6 separate regions of the Mus musculus genome follow, and all the other regions are linked to region 2. A link is a contact called in public HiChIP or PLAC-seq and promoter capture Hi-C data. All regions are on one chromosome and are shown on one strand. Each heading gives the region's core, a stretch centred on a gene start, on an enhancer-like site or on the middle of the called end of the contact. The rest is flanking DNA. Distances are from core to core; before and after follow the strand shown.

What was found. Promoter capture Hi-C pulls out the DNA fragments that hold promoters and counts their contacts. HiChIP or PLAC-seq counts read pairs in DNA pulled down with a chosen protein or histone mark. Capture Hi-C pulls out chosen DNA fragments and counts their contacts.
Region 1: a contact with region 2 is called in a CTCF HiChIP or PLAC-seq map of the NIH/3T3 cell line, with 5 read pairs. The contact joins the enhancer-like site here to the promoter of Npr3 in region 2. A contact is called at or near these places in 3 of 39 promoter capture datasets (liver and pre-B cells), 1 of 15 datasets of contacts at CTCF or cohesin (the NIH/3T3 cell line), 4 of 115 datasets of contacts at active chromatin or transcription factors (the NIH/3T3 cell line, embryonic forebrain, neural tube and 1 more) and 1 of 9 other capture datasets (pancreatic islet).
Region 3: a promoter capture Hi-C map of liver shows a contact between it and region 2, with 4 times the contacts expected there. The contact joins the promoter of Adamts12 here to the promoter of Npr3 in region 2. A contact is called at or near these places in 7 of 39 promoter capture datasets (the 3T3-L1 cell line, HPC-7-derived erythroid cells, liver and 3 more) and 1 of 9 other capture datasets (liver).
Region 4: a promoter capture Hi-C map of liver shows a contact between it and region 2, with 3 times the contacts expected there. The contact joins the promoter of Pdzd2 here to the promoter of Npr3 in region 2. A contact is called at or near these places in 1 of 115 datasets of contacts at active chromatin or transcription factors (embryonic midbrain) and 1 of 9 other capture datasets (liver).
Region 5: a contact with region 2 is called in an H3K27ac HiChIP or PLAC-seq map of embryonic stem cells, with 3 times the contacts expected there. The contact joins the promoter of Amacr here to the promoter of Npr3 in region 2. A contact is called at or near these places in 9 of 39 promoter capture datasets (the 3T3-L1 cell line, embryonic stem cells, frontonasal cranial neural crest and 5 more), 1 of 484 Hi-C or Micro-C datasets (embryonic stem cells) and 4 of 115 datasets of contacts at active chromatin or transcription factors (astrocytes and embryonic stem cells).
Region 6: an H3K27ac HiChIP or PLAC-seq map of embryonic stem cells shows a contact between it and region 2, with 4 times the contacts expected there. The contact joins the promoter of C1qtnf3 here to the promoter of Npr3 in region 2. A contact is called at or near these places in 1 of 115 datasets of contacts at active chromatin or transcription factors (embryonic stem cells) and 1 of 9 other capture datasets (embryonic stem cells).

Annotation. Positions count from the first base shown.
Region 1 is chr15:11,369,566-11,372,265 of GRCm38.p6, reverse strand. No RefSeq gene overlaps it. Among named protein-coding and RNA genes, the nearest start is that of Gm34444, 3.9 kb to the right of the region's middle. Within about 2 kb of position 1,430, at least 16 of the 459 cell types and tissues checked have an H3K27ac peak or open chromatin away from gene starts, as enhancers often do. A contact at or near this core is called in the NIH/3T3 cell line and pancreatic islet, where this site is marked.
Region 2 is chr15:11,904,408-11,907,107 of GRCm38.p6, reverse strand. Npr3 (natriuretic peptide receptor 3) reads left to right here and starts at 1,434. Exons shown (of 8, transcript NM_008728.2): 1 at 1,434-2,222. The coding sequence starts at 1,469. It overlaps Gm5144 (predicted gene 5144), which reads right to left and starts at 583. Exons shown (of 2, transcript NR_131059.1): 1 at 120-583.
Region 3 is chr15:11,063,331-11,066,030 of GRCm38.p6, reverse strand. Adamts12 (a disintegrin-like and metallopeptidase (reprolysin type) with thrombospondin type 1 motif, 12) reads right to left here and starts at 1,258. Exons shown (of 24, transcript NM_175501.3): 1 at 874-1,258. The coding sequence starts at 1,000.
Region 4 is chr15:12,738,490-12,741,189 of GRCm38.p6, reverse strand. It overlaps Pdzd2 (PDZ domain containing 2), which reads left to right and starts at 1,298. Exons shown (of 26, transcript NM_001081064.2): 1 at 1,298-1,573.
Region 5 is chr15:10,980,377-10,983,076 of GRCm38.p6, reverse strand. Amacr (alpha-methylacyl-CoA racemase) reads right to left here and starts at 1,321. Exons shown (of 5, transcript NM_008537.4): 1 at 1,024-1,321. The coding sequence starts at 1,267. Gm34315 (a long non-coding RNA gene) reads left to right here and starts at 1,444. Exons shown (of 3, transcript XR_383838.4): 1 at 1,444-1,525.
Region 6 is chr15:10,951,069-10,953,768 of GRCm38.p6, reverse strand. C1qtnf3 (C1q and tumor necrosis factor related protein 3) reads right to left here and starts at 1,437. Exons shown (of 6, transcript NM_030888.4): 1 at 1,232-1,437. The coding sequence starts at 1,315. The region is part of intron 1 of Gm34315 (a long non-coding RNA gene); the gene reads left to right.

The sequences.
Region 1 (2,700 bases), core at 181-2,680, 530 kb after region 2:
ACATCATGGGCCAGACAGCCTCCCTAAATTAATTTGCCCTCAATGATCTCTTAATAAATAACAACTTTCCAAAAATCTAACCCGTAAAGTACAATCCTTGGTTTGACCACTGCTGTGAAACGGACATAGCATCAAGTTGGTCACTGACTATGAATTCAGTTAGAAAGATTACATCAACGAGATGTCCTTGGGATGGCAAAGGGAGGAGGCTGGGCAAAGCTCAGGCTCTTCTGAAATGCTTTTCAAATGGTGGACATTTAAACTGCCATTTCTAAATCACTTAATATTCTTGTTCAAATTATAGGCTGATCCTTGACATGAAAAATTAATATTTGGGACAGAACTCTGAAAATTATTTTTAGCAAGGTCCTTACACGATTTATTCCACTTATAGAAGCAGAAAAACAAAACAGTTACTTCACATGGGAAATATAGACACTGTGGCTCACAAAATTCTACAGTGAGACATCTTTCTTTTTTGAGTTCACTTGACACTTGAGTTTCATATGCCTATCATTTCCTAGTGGTCATTAATGTTCTTTTTTTTTTTTCTAGCCACATAGCCACAGTCAGAGGACAGCCTCTTACTTAAGCCAGTAAGTCACTGTCTTTTTAGGACTGACATTAGGGATTAATTTTCAACTTCTGGTTTTTAGTCTTTAACTGGCATTTATTTCTTTAGAAGCTTTACTTTATTTTTGAAAACGTCATACATGAACACGATGAAAAACTATTATATCCCGTTTCTCTCTTCAAACCTCCCCAGATCCCCATCACACCCCTCTCAAGTTCATGTGTTTGTTTATGCAATAACCCACTAAGTTGGTACTGCACATAGGTCCATACTTGTAGGGCCTGACAATGAGGCATGGGAAACCTACCACTGTCCACAGCATCAGAGAAGAATGATTCCCTCACCCAGCAACAACCTGCTCAGCAGCTCCTTGGTATGGGTGGGCGTCAAGGTCTCTTTCTATTGCATCTTTTCTTGACATTGAAAAGTCAATCTCCTTCAAGGAAAGCACCCCATCAACGGCTCCCATCAAGAACTCTTTAGCCACTCCCTTTCTTAAAGATCTTTTGGTATCATACTCTTGCAAAGGCCACTAATCTAGAGCTCTGGGTTGCGGGGTAGATATCTGGACTTTGGTTACTTTCCCAATGGATAGTGTTGCAGGAAGCCCCATTTAGATAGCCTGGACTGCCCTAACCCTTCAAGGTGTGATTACCATTCGACCACAATCATGACGAGGGCAATTTAATTTGGTAAGAAAAACTGAGATGAATTAGTGTAAGGCCCATGAAGAATGCAGACTTGTCAGAGTAATCAAAATGTTTCATCCAGATGGACAGAAGTTCCAGGAAGTACAGCTGCATTAGCTGGGGAGATGATGCAATGACTGCTCCTCTGTCCAGATGCCCAGTCGCTCACTGTATTAGTCAGGGCTCTCCAGGGGAACAGAACTATAGCACAAATCTCTCTGTAGATGCATAGAAGGGGGCATGGAGTCTGGCACGGCTGCGTAAGGGGGAACGTGACAGTTCCTGCCCCTGGAGCATCATCAAGCTGTAGATCCCCATGTGTATTAATGGCTGCTATTGCCCTGAGGTTGATCTGCTCTTTCTTCTATTTGTTTTACTTTCAATCTCTCTTTCTGGGGAATATATCTCCCCCATTACTCAGAGCTAATCACTCCATAATAAACAAAACATGCAATTCTCAGGAAAGGTGGTGGTCATGGGGCTGTGGGAGACGAGGAACAGGCCTTCTTCCTGGCCTTTAGAGTCATGGGAAGGATCTAGACAACATAACCACGGAGGCCATAGAGACCAAGATGGCCCTTAATAGAAATTGCTCATTATGTGACTTGACCTTAAATTTGGAATTATATAAGGAGATACGCGTCCTCTGGTCCAATGACTGCTGCATTAATTAACCAGAGTGAACTTGGGAACATCAAAGATAGAGAGTTAAAGTAGTATGAAGAAGAAAAAGTATGGATAAGAAAAGAAGGAGGAATCTATAAAAACAAACAAACAAAACCAAAAACAAACCAAAACAACAACAATAACAATAAATAAGCAAATGATAGAATGGTTTATCTTATAGCAGAAAGGCCTGTATATGATCTAGAAACAAATAGAAGGACAGTATGGCTTAATGAAAGAGGACAGTGGGCAAGTGAACTAACTGTTTATGGAGAGATTGTCGATTTTGAACATGAGTCCATGGAATGGCTATGATAAGTAAACAAAGAGTAGAGAATTAAAAGATGCTATACAAGCATGTAAAAAGTTCGTACTTTGTTCTCCTAGCTACTTGGAGGAGATGACAATGCTTAGAGAGATAGAGAGAGCTAGTTGCCTTATTTACATAATTTTTGAAACATTGTAAGAAATTATTTTAACCTCAGTAGTCTGTTACCTTTCTGTTCTTTCATGAAAATAGCTACTGTAATGACTGCTGCCTGCTGTACCAGGAAACCACAAGTGCTGTGCCCAGCTACCCATGAAGAACAGTCTGTGTAAAGACTACAGGGAAATGTGCTTTTCCCTTGTGTTTAGTTTCTATTTTAAGGAATTGAGGTTGAGGGATAGTGATCCGGGACTTTTAGAACGTAAGTAAATTAAAGGATTTATAAAAACTGATTAATGATGGTTAAAGCTTTGATGATGACCCTTTAGTAAATAAAAGACTGG
Region 2 (2,700 bases), core at 185-2,684:
GGAACAGAAGCGCTGGGGTTGGCAGACTGCTTTTTAGGTACTTAAAGATTCTCTGGGGGAAGATCTGGGGGGCCGGGAAGCGGGAGTCCCTTTTAGTTGCCTGGTTTAGCAAATAGTACCTTAGGGTGATGCTTTTCAAGCTCCGCGACACTTCCTGGAGCGGAATCATTTATCCAACATCGGAAGCAACAAGTTTCGCTTTTCTGGTCTCAGTGACCCCGCGGAGGGGCTGCGCACTGGGACACGGTGACGCTGCGCCCACTGTGATTCTAGCGTGTCCCAGCAGCCCAGAGGGAGGAGGGCACCCACGCCGGGTGGGGGAAGGAGCGGTGCGACACCGTGCAGGCCAGATGGGCTTACCAGCTCTGCAAATGAATTTTCCTGCACCAGGACCTTGTTCCTTGTTCCCCGACCTTGCTCCAGGGACCAGAAAGGTCAGGTGCGGGACAGGACTGGGCGCACCCAGACAGAACGTGGCCAGATCAAGAAAAGAGGTGAGAGTCTATGGAGTTTTGCAAGGAAGCCACCAATTTGGAGAAACATTTCCCCTTCGTTTTTGCAGTGTGTGTGTATGAGTGTGTGCTTTGTGTATGTGCGCGCACTCATTTCTTTCAAACATATATACACTTTTTTTTTTTTTTTTTTTTTTAATCCTGGGGTTGGAGAAAGCGGAGCCAGGGAGAGGCGGGGACCTTAGAGTAACGCTGTGCCGCGAGGTCTCCCGCGGGTGTAGACGTGGGCGGTTGCGGCTTTGGGCCAAATCTGAGCACCGGCAACTAGTGGGGCTTAGGGACCCGGCAACCGCGAGTAGGCCAGGGGTGCGGGGAGGAGCCCTGATGTAAGAATGTTAATGAGAGGCTCCCCCAGCCCAGCCCCCACCCCGCCCCACCCCCACCCACCCCACCCGTTGCAGAGACAAGCCCGGCCTCGGCGCGCCATGTGTGGTAACGCGCTGCGCCGCTGCCACGCTATTTAAACCCCGGCTATGGATCCAGAAAGCCGCGCGAATCAATGGGATCAAACGCGAAGGAGGTGCACCGTCAATTACAAGCACTTGGACAAGTTTAACTTTTTTTTTTCTTTTACAAATAAGGCCTTCAAACGCAACCTTAGCAACGCCCAAATAAGAAGCCACCTCTAAGCCAAATAGCCTATGTGCAAAGGGAGGGAGAATATATATATTGATAATAAGTCTATATGTATATTACAGACGCACAGGTTTACATTCTGTGAACTTTTTTCTTTCTTTCTTTGCTTTAAAATTTTTTTTTTTATTTTTTAAACCTAGGGACATTGTAGAGGAATCTTCCTATCTTTTGGCGAGTTACTGAAGGGGGTATTCTGTTTTCTTGGAGCGCCCAAGGGGGCGCAGGGACAGAGGAAAGAAAAGAGCTGGGAGGAAAAGGGCAGGGTGGGTGGGGGGCAGAGGGCGAGCCGGCGGCCAGGGCGAGCGCTTGCTGGCAACACGATGCGGTCCTTGCTGCTGTTCACTTTCTCGGCGTGCGTGCTGCTGGCCCGGGTGCTGCTGGCTGGCGGCGCGAGCAGCGGCGCCGGGGACACCCGGCCAGGCAGCAGGCGCCGGGCGAGAGAGGCGCTGGCGGCTCAAAAGATCGAGGTGCTTGTTCTATTGCCCCGGGACGATTCGTACTTGTTCTCGCTGGCCCGGGTGAGGCCGGCCATCGAGTACGCGCTGCGTAGCGTGGAGGGCAATGGCACCGGGAGGAAGCTGCTGCCGCCAGGCACTCGCTTCCAGGTGGCCTACGAAGACTCGGACTGCGGCAACCGCGCGCTCTTCAGTCTTGTGGACCGCGTGGCGGCGGCGCGCGGCGCCAAGCCGGATCTCATCCTGGGGCCCGTGTGCGAGTACGCGGCGGCGCCGGTGGCTCGGCTGGCGTCTCACTGGGACCTGCCGATGCTGTCCGCAGGAGCGCTGGCCGCCGGTTTCCAGCACAAGGACACGGAATACTCGCACCTCACGCGCGTGGCGCCTGCCTACGCCAAGATGGGAGAGATGATGCTCGCTCTGTTTCGCCACCACCACTGGAGCCGTGCAGCCCTGGTCTACAGCGACGACAAACTCGAGAGGAACTGTTATTTCACCCTCGAGGGGGTCCACGAGGTTTTTCAGGAGGAGGGGTTGCACACGTCTGCCTACAATTTCGACGAGACCAAAGACTTGGACCTGGACGACATAGTGCGCTACATCCAAGGCAGCGAGCGAGGTGAGCGGGAGCGGGACCAGGGGGGTCCTTGGCTCTGACTCAGCGGTTCTCAGTGGCTCTCCCCCAAACCCCACCAAGTCAATCTTCTGCAGACCCCACCCTTCCCCGTAACCCAAGGACCCGTGGAGGTCGCGCGGGGGCTTGTCCAAGTGTGAGCTGCCTGATCCAGGGACGGGTGGAGGATAGCCCATCGCGGTGGAAGGGGTGTGCCTACACAGTCTCGGGGAGGTGGATCTGGCCAGTCGAGGGAACGTCTGAGCCGCTTGCTAGCGCCATCCCAGGTATGACAGGTGTGGCTAAACACCAAGGGTTTTCCCCCTCTTCGACAGCTCCGGAGTCCCGTGAGTTCCAGGAATTCCCTACTCTGTCCATTGCAGTCGCGCGCCCCCTGGCAGGGCCACAGCGTCTGGGGACGCCCCAGCAGTCTCGCAGCTTCTTGACTAGCTGGGGGTTGGGACGCATCTCCTGGCTCCCCTGG
Region 3 (2,700 bases), core at 9-2,508, 840 kb after region 2:
AGGCCATCCCGGAGCTCATACACTCCCCATCTCTCCAAGCCTCCCAGCCCCCCTGCTCTGACAACACCTTGAAGTTGTAGTCCTCTCTGAACATGAAACTCTTCTAGGTTCAATTTCAAACAAACAAACAAACAAAGGCAACGGCACCACTTTGGCCTGGGCATTACGGATGAAGATGATGACGACCCCACAACAATACTAATAGGAGGAGTGAATTCCAATATAAACCATCTTCACGGTCTCCCAGTGCTTTCTTTCAGAATACACGCATGCGTCACTAAATTTAGACAGAGAAAAGTCTTTTTTTTTTTTTTTTTTCGAGACAGGGTTTCTCTGTGTAGCCCTGGCTGTCCTGGAACTCTGCAAAGCAAGACAGACAACCGGGAGTCCCCAGGAGGCAAATTTCTCCCCAGTAGGAATGTCATTTGAAAAAAACAAAACCCTAAATCTTTCCAGGAAACCAAAACACAGCCAAGTGTGCTCAGCAGGAGGCCAGAATAAAATTTCTACCTTCCAGACTTAAAATGAAGTTTTAAATGAAGGAAACATTTGCCATGACTGTCCGTGACCAGCTGGGTCTCTTTATTAAAAATAATTTCCCATGTCACAGTCTGCAAAGGGGGGAAGCGGAAAGTGGAGGGGAGGGGCTCGGGGAGCGAGCGTACTCTTGGGTCTTTCCAAGCAGGGTGTCACCCCTGAGTGTGCACCCTTAAGCCCTAGGAGAGAAGGAAATCCGAGCCTGAGCACACAGCAGTTTTCCTTAGACAGGCCAGAAGGCTTAGAGTTCAGCCCTGCCTGGTGGGGGAAGGGAACAGACCAAGTTCCACTGTCCTACTCCACTGTTAGAAAAACAAATAAAGAAAAGCCACTAACCTTGCCTCGGGTCTGGGAAGCGAACCGGCCAGGGCTGAGTTTGTCTCCCGTGGCAAAAAGCCCCAAAATTAATAAGCTGAGCCACGATCGAGAGCTTGGCCAGCCAGCTCCCCCGAGCACATGGCATGGTTCAGTTGTTGGGGAGAAGAAAAGTTTTAAAAGTTTTAGCTCTCAGCTGCAGATATCCAGTCCTCGCCTGTGTCCGCACAGAAAGACGCCCGAGAACATGGTCCAAGCATGGGAAGGGAGCGGCCCGCAAGCTGACCAGGAGGCTCTAGTGGCTTTTTGAAGCCGATGGGACCAGAGAGCTTTTATTCTCTCCCTGTCCTGAAAGGGGAGTGAATGAGCTGACAGCTTCTTCTTCCTGCGGGCCAGAGCATGGACTGGGTCAGAGCCAAGGGGCTCAGCCCACCCCAGATCCCCACCCCTCTGCTTCCCCACCCGACAGGCCTCCAGCCAGCTAACACATTTTCCTTGGGGACGCCCTCCTCCCTCAAGCTCCTCCCTCCGGGCTCAGAGCCTGGGCATGCGGGCCAAATAGGGGAGACCCTAGACAGCTGGCCAGGAAGAAACTAGAGTAAGAGCCGTCAGAGGCTCCTAGGACAACACGCCCCCCCCCCCATCTCCTTTACACAGGATGAAATGTACTTACAAATAGTGAGTTATGGGCCAGAGGGGACCCTACTCAGCATCCTTCTTAGCTCCTCCCAGACCCTGAATGTACCCTATTCTGTCAAGACTCCCCACCCTCTAGCAACCTCTGTGCTCTTCTTCCAGGGCAGGCTAAGATTTCCACTTAACAACTAATAAGCAATTTTTTTCTCTTTGCCAAGTCACACAGGAAATGATCCAAGCTAATCTGCTGTCTTGACCCTGGACAAGTCTCTTCCTCTGCAGGAAGGGGTACGTGGATCAAATGCTTGAGAGGCCTTCTGTGGCTATAGGTCAGTGCCTGCTTTCTTTTCAAATCCTACCCTCTCTCTGTAATACCTCCACCAGCAGCACACTAGCAACATGCAGAAAGATTTCAGCCCCAACAGGGGAAGGCCTTGAGCATAGGCAGTGGCAGCTGCAGCAGTGTGTGTGTGTGTGTGTGTGTGTGTGTGTGTGTGTGTGTGTGTGTGTGTGTATGAGTGTGTGTGTGTATATGTGTGTGTATGAGTGTGTGTGTGTATGTGTGTGTGGTGTGTATGTGTGTGTGTGTGGTGTGTGTGTGTGTATGTGTGTGTATGTGTGTGGTGTGTGTGTATGTATGTGTGTGTGGTGTGTGTATGTGTGTGTGTGGTGTGTATGTGTATGTATGTGTGTATGTGTGTGTGTATGTGTGTGTATGTGTGTGTGTGTATGTGTGTGTGTGGTGTGTGTGTGTGTATGTGTGTGTGTATGTGTGTGTATGTGTGTGGTGTGTGTGTGTATATGTGTGTATGTGTGTGTGTGGTGTGTGTGTGGTGTGTGTGTGTATATGTGTGTGTGTATGTGTGTGTGGTATGTGTGTGTGGTGTGTGTGTGTGGTGTGTGTGTGTGTATGTATGTATATGTGTGTGTGGTGTGTATGTGTGTGTGTGTGGTGTGTATGTGTGTGTGGTATGTGTGGTGTGTGTGTGTGTGTGTGTGTGTGTGTGTGTGTGTATGTGTGTGTGTTTGGAGTATCCATTCAGATACTCACTTTCTCCTCATTGAGAGAATGTCACAGAGCAGGAGTTACCAGGCATCTTGAGAATGATCCAGGATAACCCAGCCAAAATTCTTTACCTCTGGGTTGAAACAAACACCCCCCACCCCCCAGCCCCCCCGCCGCCCTTATTCCATTCAGAAGGAATTTGGCCT
Region 4 (2,700 bases), core at 49-2,548, 830 kb before region 2:
GAGAAGCTTTCAGGCGGTGAAGACTGCCGTTTATAATACCCAGGCCTGGATTTGTATAGACATTGATCTCTGTGGATTGGGAATTATAAACGCCAAGGAAAAGCTGAATCCAAGAACCCCAACACTTGCTGAAAATACTATCTAGAAACGCCTTGGGTCTACTCTGGTCTCTGGTGCTGAGGGACACTCCATGAGGGCTGCAGGTGACGTAGCTGCTCTTCCAAGAGAGCAGCTCTTAATGCTTTGCTGGGCAAATCTAGAGCCTAGCCATGCTCCAACGTATCCTCACCTCCCTCAAAGCAAAAGATTTCCAATTACTGTTCTGCAGAAAATGTCAAAAGCATTATTCACCAACTCATGATCCCGAGGTTTGTAATTTTTCCTATGTTTTTACCCTTATCTGCCAGCACTTGAAAAAGACCAGCTTTTTCCTCTCAAGAGAGCTTAATTTGCAGAGCCGTGCGGTCTCCCTATTATGTTCTTATCGTCCTCTCCCTGTGGTAGGCAGAATGACAAGGATGACAAAAAAAAAAAAAAAAAAAAAAAGGGAACCAAAAATATTTGAAGACTTCCTGAAAATCTGTGGGATGAAGCATCCAAAAAGCTAGAGGCTCCCGTTTTCCCAGTGACCTGGAATAAAACGAAGGGCAGTTGGCCTTAGCTCTTGAGGTTCACTCAGAAGGAGGTTCACAACGTCCAAATCCTCCATCCTGGGGCCCATGGAATTTCCTCTAGCGGCTTAATTGAAGGATTAACAGCTCTGAGGTTCTTAAGACGCAAAGAGGTTCTCTCTCCCGAGGAATGCTCATACCAAGACTATATTAAGTATCCTAAGGACCAGAGGCCAGTGGATGGATGGTTGGCTTTTCTCCGGTCTCCCTGGGCCTCCCCACCCAATCTCTGATAAGGCAATTGACATTTTTCTCCGCTATGTGCTATGTTAAGTGCTATGCAAAAGGAAATTAAACCTCCTAGCTCTAGTTCTTCCACCTAGATGGCGCCCCAAGCCCTGCCTACATGGCGTTTCTGAGCCGCAGTCTCCCTGGATCGGTTCCTCCCAGGATCCCCAGGAAGCCGGCGCACTAGGACTGCTGTTTCCCTGGGAGAGCGGTCCTCCCCGCTCAGGGGCTTGCTCGGGGGAATCCCCGCCCACCTTGTCATTCCTGCAGGGGAATCCCCGCCCCCTGGGCCTGTCACTCCGGGAAGGTAGTTCCCGCCCCTCGGATCCAGCAGAGGGAAGGAATCCCCGCCCATTCTGGAGGCTCGGAGCATCCCTGCGCTGCGCAGCGAGAAGCTCACTCCCAGCGCCAGTGCGTACTAGCGGCGGGCAGTGGGACGCGGCGGGGCGGCTGCGGCGGGCGCCCTCCAAGCGCCCCACCGATCGCAAGACGCTCGGGATCGCGCCTCCGGCGGCAACCAGCAAACCCCTGCGGCGCGGCTTCTCCCGGCAGGCGCGGCAACAGCACCGGTGGTGGTGGTGGCAGGGGCGGCGGTAGCTGCGCCGGCACCGCCGGGCGGCGCCTGAGTCTGGACGCTCCAGGAGCGGCTCGAGCCTCCGCCGATCCGCGAACAGGTGAAGAGACCTGGCGCCGCAGCCGCGACGGGGGTGGGGCTTCGGGTGGGCTAGCGGGGTAGCTGAGCTCGATAACCCCAAGACGGTGTGCGCTGGAGAAAGTTCAGTGACAATCGGGTGTGGGGATCCCAGTTCAAGCAAAGAGGCGAGTGAGGGCACCCAAGTGGGTCCCCGCGTTAGGTGGCGCAAACTCCTCTTCCTTCTAGTGGGAGGTAAGAGGGGCACAGTGGAGGAGAGAGGTTGGGCGGAGCGAGATGGAGACAGCGGGATAACCGGAGGCGCCTTGCCTGGGACGCCTAAATCGGGCCAAGAATCCTTATCCCAGTGTGTTGGTTTGTCTCTCTACCTTAGCCAGTTACTGTTTTAAGGACCATCCTCCCGCGCTTCATCTCTCGCTAACCCCCCTGCCCACTAAGTGGCGCGAGAAAGAGTCCGCATGAAGAGCAAGGGCATCTTTGGGGGTTTAATGTCATCTGCCAGGGAGATAAGGGATGTTCCAGTAGGAAAGTATTTCTTCCTGAAGTCCCCCCCCCCAAAAAAAAAACCACCTGCCCGCCTTTCCCAATGAAGCACAAGACTGAATTGTGGTGGGGGGAGCATCTAGGACCCTGGACAGAAGTTTACCAGCGGCCCTTCAGCAGCCCTGCTCTCTGCATAGCTCTTGATAAGGGACCCTGGAGTCACACCAGGTCTGGCATGTGCTGGTGGCAAACACTGGAAAGTCGGACACTGGGGCATTCCAGAGTCCAGGCATATACTGGAGATTTGGGCATTGTGGAGGCCTGAGCTGGGGCTTGCCTCTTCCATGGGTTTTGCTTGACAAGTCACAATGAAGCTCCTGAAGGTTAAGTGGTTGTGGAGTGACCAAAGAAAGTGAGTTTCTCTTGCAGACACACCCCTGAATCTTCACAGCACTTCTCTTGGGGGGGGGGGGGGGGAGGAACCTCCCACATTCATCTCTGCTCCAGGCTTGGGCGATAGGGTCTCGACTGTTTCTACTGGGTCAGCTTTTTCTGGCCCGTGCCTTCTGGGTGGGAGCCAGGTAGGTACACGCTGGCAGGTGTGGTGTGGGAGGACTGCTTGTGAGGGCGGAATAAAATCTCTCAGAGCACACCCCTGGCTGTGGG
Region 5 (2,700 bases), core at 72-2,571, 920 kb after region 2:
GACCTTTCTTTCTCTCTCCTTCCCTATCCTTCCTTTCCCCATGGACACTTCCCTGGTCCTTAGGGCCAGTGAACTGCTAGAGAGGAGCTTCCCAATAAACCTGCCTTTAATATAATCTAATCTGGCTTGAACTGGCTCGTTTCACACGCAGAAAAATAACCCTAACCTATCAGTTTTGTTTTTAAAGAGAGCACGAATCAAAGATGGGAATAATTCCTTTTACGGGGCAAACCAAAAACACACTCTTGCAAGTGATACTAACAGTGTTTGTTGTGATTTTGGTGAAAGTTGTCAGAATTAAGAGTCAACTGAAGAAACTAATCACACTGACCCACCCTCATCTTCAATTGGAGCATTTTTACATTGTGACATAATCTTAAATGTTACAGTACTGTCCTCAGATATGCTTGTGAGAACTAAAAGAGTTAAATATAAATATGCCTAGACACCCACTCCCGTCCCACTTATTGTCAAATTTACTGTCGTCCTGGTATCTACCAGGCAATATTAGTAAGGGGCTGGTTGGAATGGATTCTCTGAGCTAATACAGAAGGAATGCCTTCAGATTTGGTTCAGGGTTTGTGACAGTTGCAAATACCAATGTACAGTCGGATGGAGGTGCATGCCACCAAGCATGCAAGTGCTCAAAACTGATACTGTTAACAAATTGGTCGTTTGTCTACAGAGCACTAAAACAATGTTTTCATATGGCCCAAAGTAAATGAGGTGATCTTGAAGCTGGAACTTGGAAATACCAGCAATTAGAGAAAGGTTAACCATGGTCTGTGAATGGCTTTAGAGCATGGGTATATCACATATCAAAGGGTCAATGACTCTATTCCTATGTGAAGCTTTTCAGTCTATCTCTTGCACTAGATTCTCGTACGGTTCAATACCTCCAAATAATAAAGGCAAATCTGGGGGGGGGGGAATCAAGCAAATTAAAAGTCTTAAGAAGGAGTCAGAGAAGCTGGGAGAAATCGGGCAGGAGGGAATGTCATCTCGCAGCACCGCAGGGCTCACCGCAGCGGAAGGGCTCCAGCAACACGTCCGCGCGTGCGCACATGCGCCGCAACACCGTGACTCCCTGAGAGCGCTTCAGGTCCAGCGCTAGCGAGCGCTTGCCTCGGGCCAGAAAATTCTCGCCCGTGGAGCCCAGCCGGTTCACGCGCACCACCTCGGCGCCGAAGTCCGCCAGGACCATTCCGCAGAACGGCCCCGGGGCCAGGCCTGCCAGCTCCACAACCCTGACGCCACGCAGCACCATGGCCAGCCTTAGGGTGAGAGCGGAGCGGCTCGGCGCCCGAGCCACAGTTTATCTGCCCCGCCCCCTGCACCCCGCCTCGCCCCGCCCCGTCCGGGAAGGCTGCGCGCTTGCGCACTTCCTGCCCACCCTAGCATTGGATCAGTTGGTTTAGCTGCTCAACTTTGGTTTAGGTCATGAGTTGTGTCCTTGACCCCATGTTGTGCGAGTCCTCTTCGGACACTTTCATCGAGCCACCTGAATCGCTACCCTCACCCCCCAGTAAGTGATTAAAGGCACTCAACTCCTTAGATCAATGTAAGAAGGCAACCACTGGGTGTCTCCCTCGCCGCCCTGAAAACTAGTTGTCATCCTGCAACTGTTTGAAACCTCTCCTAGATGCCCATAGGGCCAGGGGTGTAGACCAGTTGCTAAATCCGTGCGCGGAGTCCAGCACCGCTTAAAACGCCGGTGTTGTGCACGCGGATAATCCCAGCATTTAGAAGAGTCTGGGATATCAGAATTATTCATCTCAGGTTAAATGGGAGAGTTTTAGAAGTCAGTTTGGTTTGTCAGCTGTCAGTTTTACGGACAGTTACAATTTTGAGTTAGAAACTTTTTTCAGCCTTTAAAATGCAACAAAATAATCACAAATATTCCATCCTCATTTACAGGTCCTTTTTCCCTTAGTAATGGGGGGAGCTTGCAGGTAGCCAGATGCAGCTCTAGGAAACTGAATAGAGCCAGACTTGAATGCTAGAAATCTCCCATACCCATTCTTAACAAGTGAGGAAGATAATAAAAGCAAAGGCGAAATGCTACATAGTTGTAGCCAAAACACTTTTAACCAGCTACTGAGTTTTAAGATATTTCAGGGAAAGGGGTCTGTGCTCTCTCAGAATGAGCAGCCTCGTGGTAAAGGCAGACAACTTCCACATGGTCCCTAATGCTCTCTGCTTGTCTGATGCTGTCTCAAGTGCCTACCCTTGCTCCAGCCTTGTTCTGTCCTATTATTTCCTTTGCATTTTGATAAACTGGAATGGAAAAATCTCATGGAAAGGTATGGCTGACTTCCACATGGAGACATTAACATTTTATCAGGGTTGCTGCCTTTCTATTTTTCTGAAAAAAAAAAAACAAACAAAAACAAAAAAACAGTGGTACAGATGTGGCTTGAATGACTTAAGCTTACATACAGGATCATGTACACATGAATCACAAGTCTTAGCCAGCATAATGTTTTACAAATCCTCCCAGAGTAGTGAGTTATCCAGAAGCCCCCCGCAAAGCAGACTGTGTGATAGGAGATCTCAACACTGCAGATCTTTTCTCTGGCCAAAATTCTCTTCTAAAAGCTAATCAGGGGAACAATCATATGAATTATGCATAGGCAATTGTGTCCAGATATTTTTAAAATGAGGGATATTCATGGTGCATTATTTGTAATAAAGCCTGGA
Region 6 (2,700 bases), core at 188-2,687, 950 kb after region 2:
GTTACATGTCTCAGGCTCTGTGGGATTCTAGTCTGACCACAGAACCAGATGATCAACTGAGACTCCTAAATCAGTGGCTGGCAGGGTAGGGGCTTAGATTGCAACTGAAAAGAAGTTCCGAAATCTCTACAAAGCAGACAGACAAGTGGTTTTTGTGGTACTGTGCACTGCTTCAAAGATCATGCAATCTAAAGGAACCCTTCTTCCCTTTCCAGCTAACTTCAGCATTTTTTCATGCTTAGGTGCTAAGTACAAAGAAGTTTCTTCCTGTTTTTGCTGCTTTTGATCACACTGAAGTTTGCTGATTTGTAACTTACTACACCAAAACCTTTACTCATCCCTGTGTTACCTAAAAGAGTTAAAGAAATATCCTGAGATGCTGAGCTTCTGCCCCAACAAATAAATCAGGTTTTGTCATCCAGAAACATTGTATGACACAATACAGCTTGTAATTTAAATATACTGTCTTTTTTTTTTTTTTGCTTCCTTTCCTTTTAATGCTTTAATTCTGTTTTGACTCAAAAAAAAAAATGTCAAACAAGAAGCCATAGCAACCTAGACTGCTCCAAAACAAATAAACAAAACTGGCGAGAAATGGTACAGAAAATTCCCAAGTCCAAGTAAAGCAGGCAGAGGCAAAGGGCAGCTTCTCCCGCTGGGGAGACCTCAGAAGCAGCAAATCATTATCTCCAGCAATGCATCTATCCGCATAGGTCAGCACAAGTTCTCTACATCAACAGAGCAAATTTAAAAAGAAAGAAAAAAGTCCCAACACAAAAGGAAACTGTTGCTTCTGGCTCCCTGTTGCCATGGAAAAGTGCTCTGGCCTCTCTATCCCAGCACATCATACCAGCAACTAGGAGTCCCTGTGGAAACCCAAGACAACCCAGAGACGCTCCCAAACATCCCATCAAACTGCTCACAGGCACCAATCCTAAGAATCTTAGTTAAGACAACAGCAACCTCAGTCATTAAGTTTTCAAAGAAATCCTTAGAAGAGAATTCTGAGTACCTGGCCCCAGAATGGGTTGATCTGGGCTAGGTCCTCTACCTCAGGGTGCGGAAGCGCCTCTGGTCTCAGGGGTTTTAGGTCTGTAGAAGTGTTATTATCCACAGTCCCAGTTTTAGCTTGGCTCTGCTCTCTCACTTTCTCCCTCCTGGAGCCGCTACGGCCAGTCTGCTGGTGGCTCTGCACTATCCTGGCCACCGCTTTATTAGCTCTTCTGCTCACCTCCATGTATTCATCTTGACACAGGCAAAATGGGAGGAAAAGCAAAGGCAGCAGGTGCCACCAGATGCGCTGCCTCCCGAGCATGGCTCGGCAAATCGGCAAATCGACAAGAGTCTCGCAGGGAAGCTTGACAGGGGCTGGAGGTACCGTGGTCGCCTCAGGCAAATGCCAGGTTTGGAGATGAGAGCTGCAGCCGGCTGTGTGGTTTTATACTCTTTGGTGTGTAATAAATAAGGCTGCAGTCATGCCAGAGTGACAGCGGCTCTCCTCCCAGACAGAGCAGCTCTCATTCATCACATTCCTGCACCGCAGGCAAGACAGTCTGTGTGCACGGCGTCCAGTTGGTGGGGTTCATAAATGTCTCACCTTGGCATGTTATTTTGTGTAAGAGTGGAGAAAATGTACACAGCCGGCTGGAAACAGAGTGTGTGTGTCCAGTGGCTTGCCTTCGTGATTAGACGTGGAAAGGCTGTGCCTTTGTGGTCTAAAACGACTCTTGGAAAAACCTACCATTGAGCTTGCCAGGGAATGCGGCTCAGACTGTATCAGTTCCTGCAATCACAGCAGGATCCCATTCAAGGCCATGGAGGGAGGTCTTGCTTTTGCACGGTGCAGATCACAATTTTGCACTTTGGGTCACTGCAAGCAACTCATTCTCCCTTCCAGATACCAGCAGCAGCCTACAGATGGTGACTGGGAAAGACTGACCTGAGTTCAAGGGTAAAGGCTGACTTTGACCAAGATAGTTCCCCCATGCTAAGCTCCATATTCTCCTTTGCGTCTCTACGAGCCAACATTAGAAACCAGATGTTTCTTGCATCTAAGTTCTTGCTAGATGGAAATACAACCTACTTTCTTGTTAAGAGACTCCTCTGGCTGCTCTCTACCCATGGATTGTTGCTGCCCAAAACGAGAGAGACATGGGAAACACCAAACCAAATATACCATTCCAAATAGCTCAAGGTTGAGAGAACTCTATCATTTGTTACCGTTCCTGTGCTTTTACCGATTAAACCAAAGAACAAAAGGATACTCCTAACCTCTTTGTGATTATACATGTATTGCTCTTTAAATTGCTCTGATTTATAGATCACTACTACCCTCTGGTCAGAAGGTTATCAGCCTCACCCCTGCCCCTTGAGGCTTTCTGTGATCCAGAGCTCTTATGGAGGATGAATGGGTTAGTGCCTGATTCTTGGGGCTTCAGAGCAGCTCTAGAAAACAATCATGGTGTATGAAGAAATCATAGTTTCAGGTGGGGCAGCCAGAGAGAGGGAGGGAGGAACTGTACCGCTGCCCTGTTCCTAGCAAATAGAGCTTGAGAGCCATACGGTGCCCCTGAACTGGCCAAAGTGACAATTACTACCTCGGTCACTCCTGAAACTCCTCACCTGACCAACTGTCTCCAGAACCCACATGAATCCAAAGAAAGTGTTGGGCTTCAGTGATAGTCTTCCCATGAAAGAAAG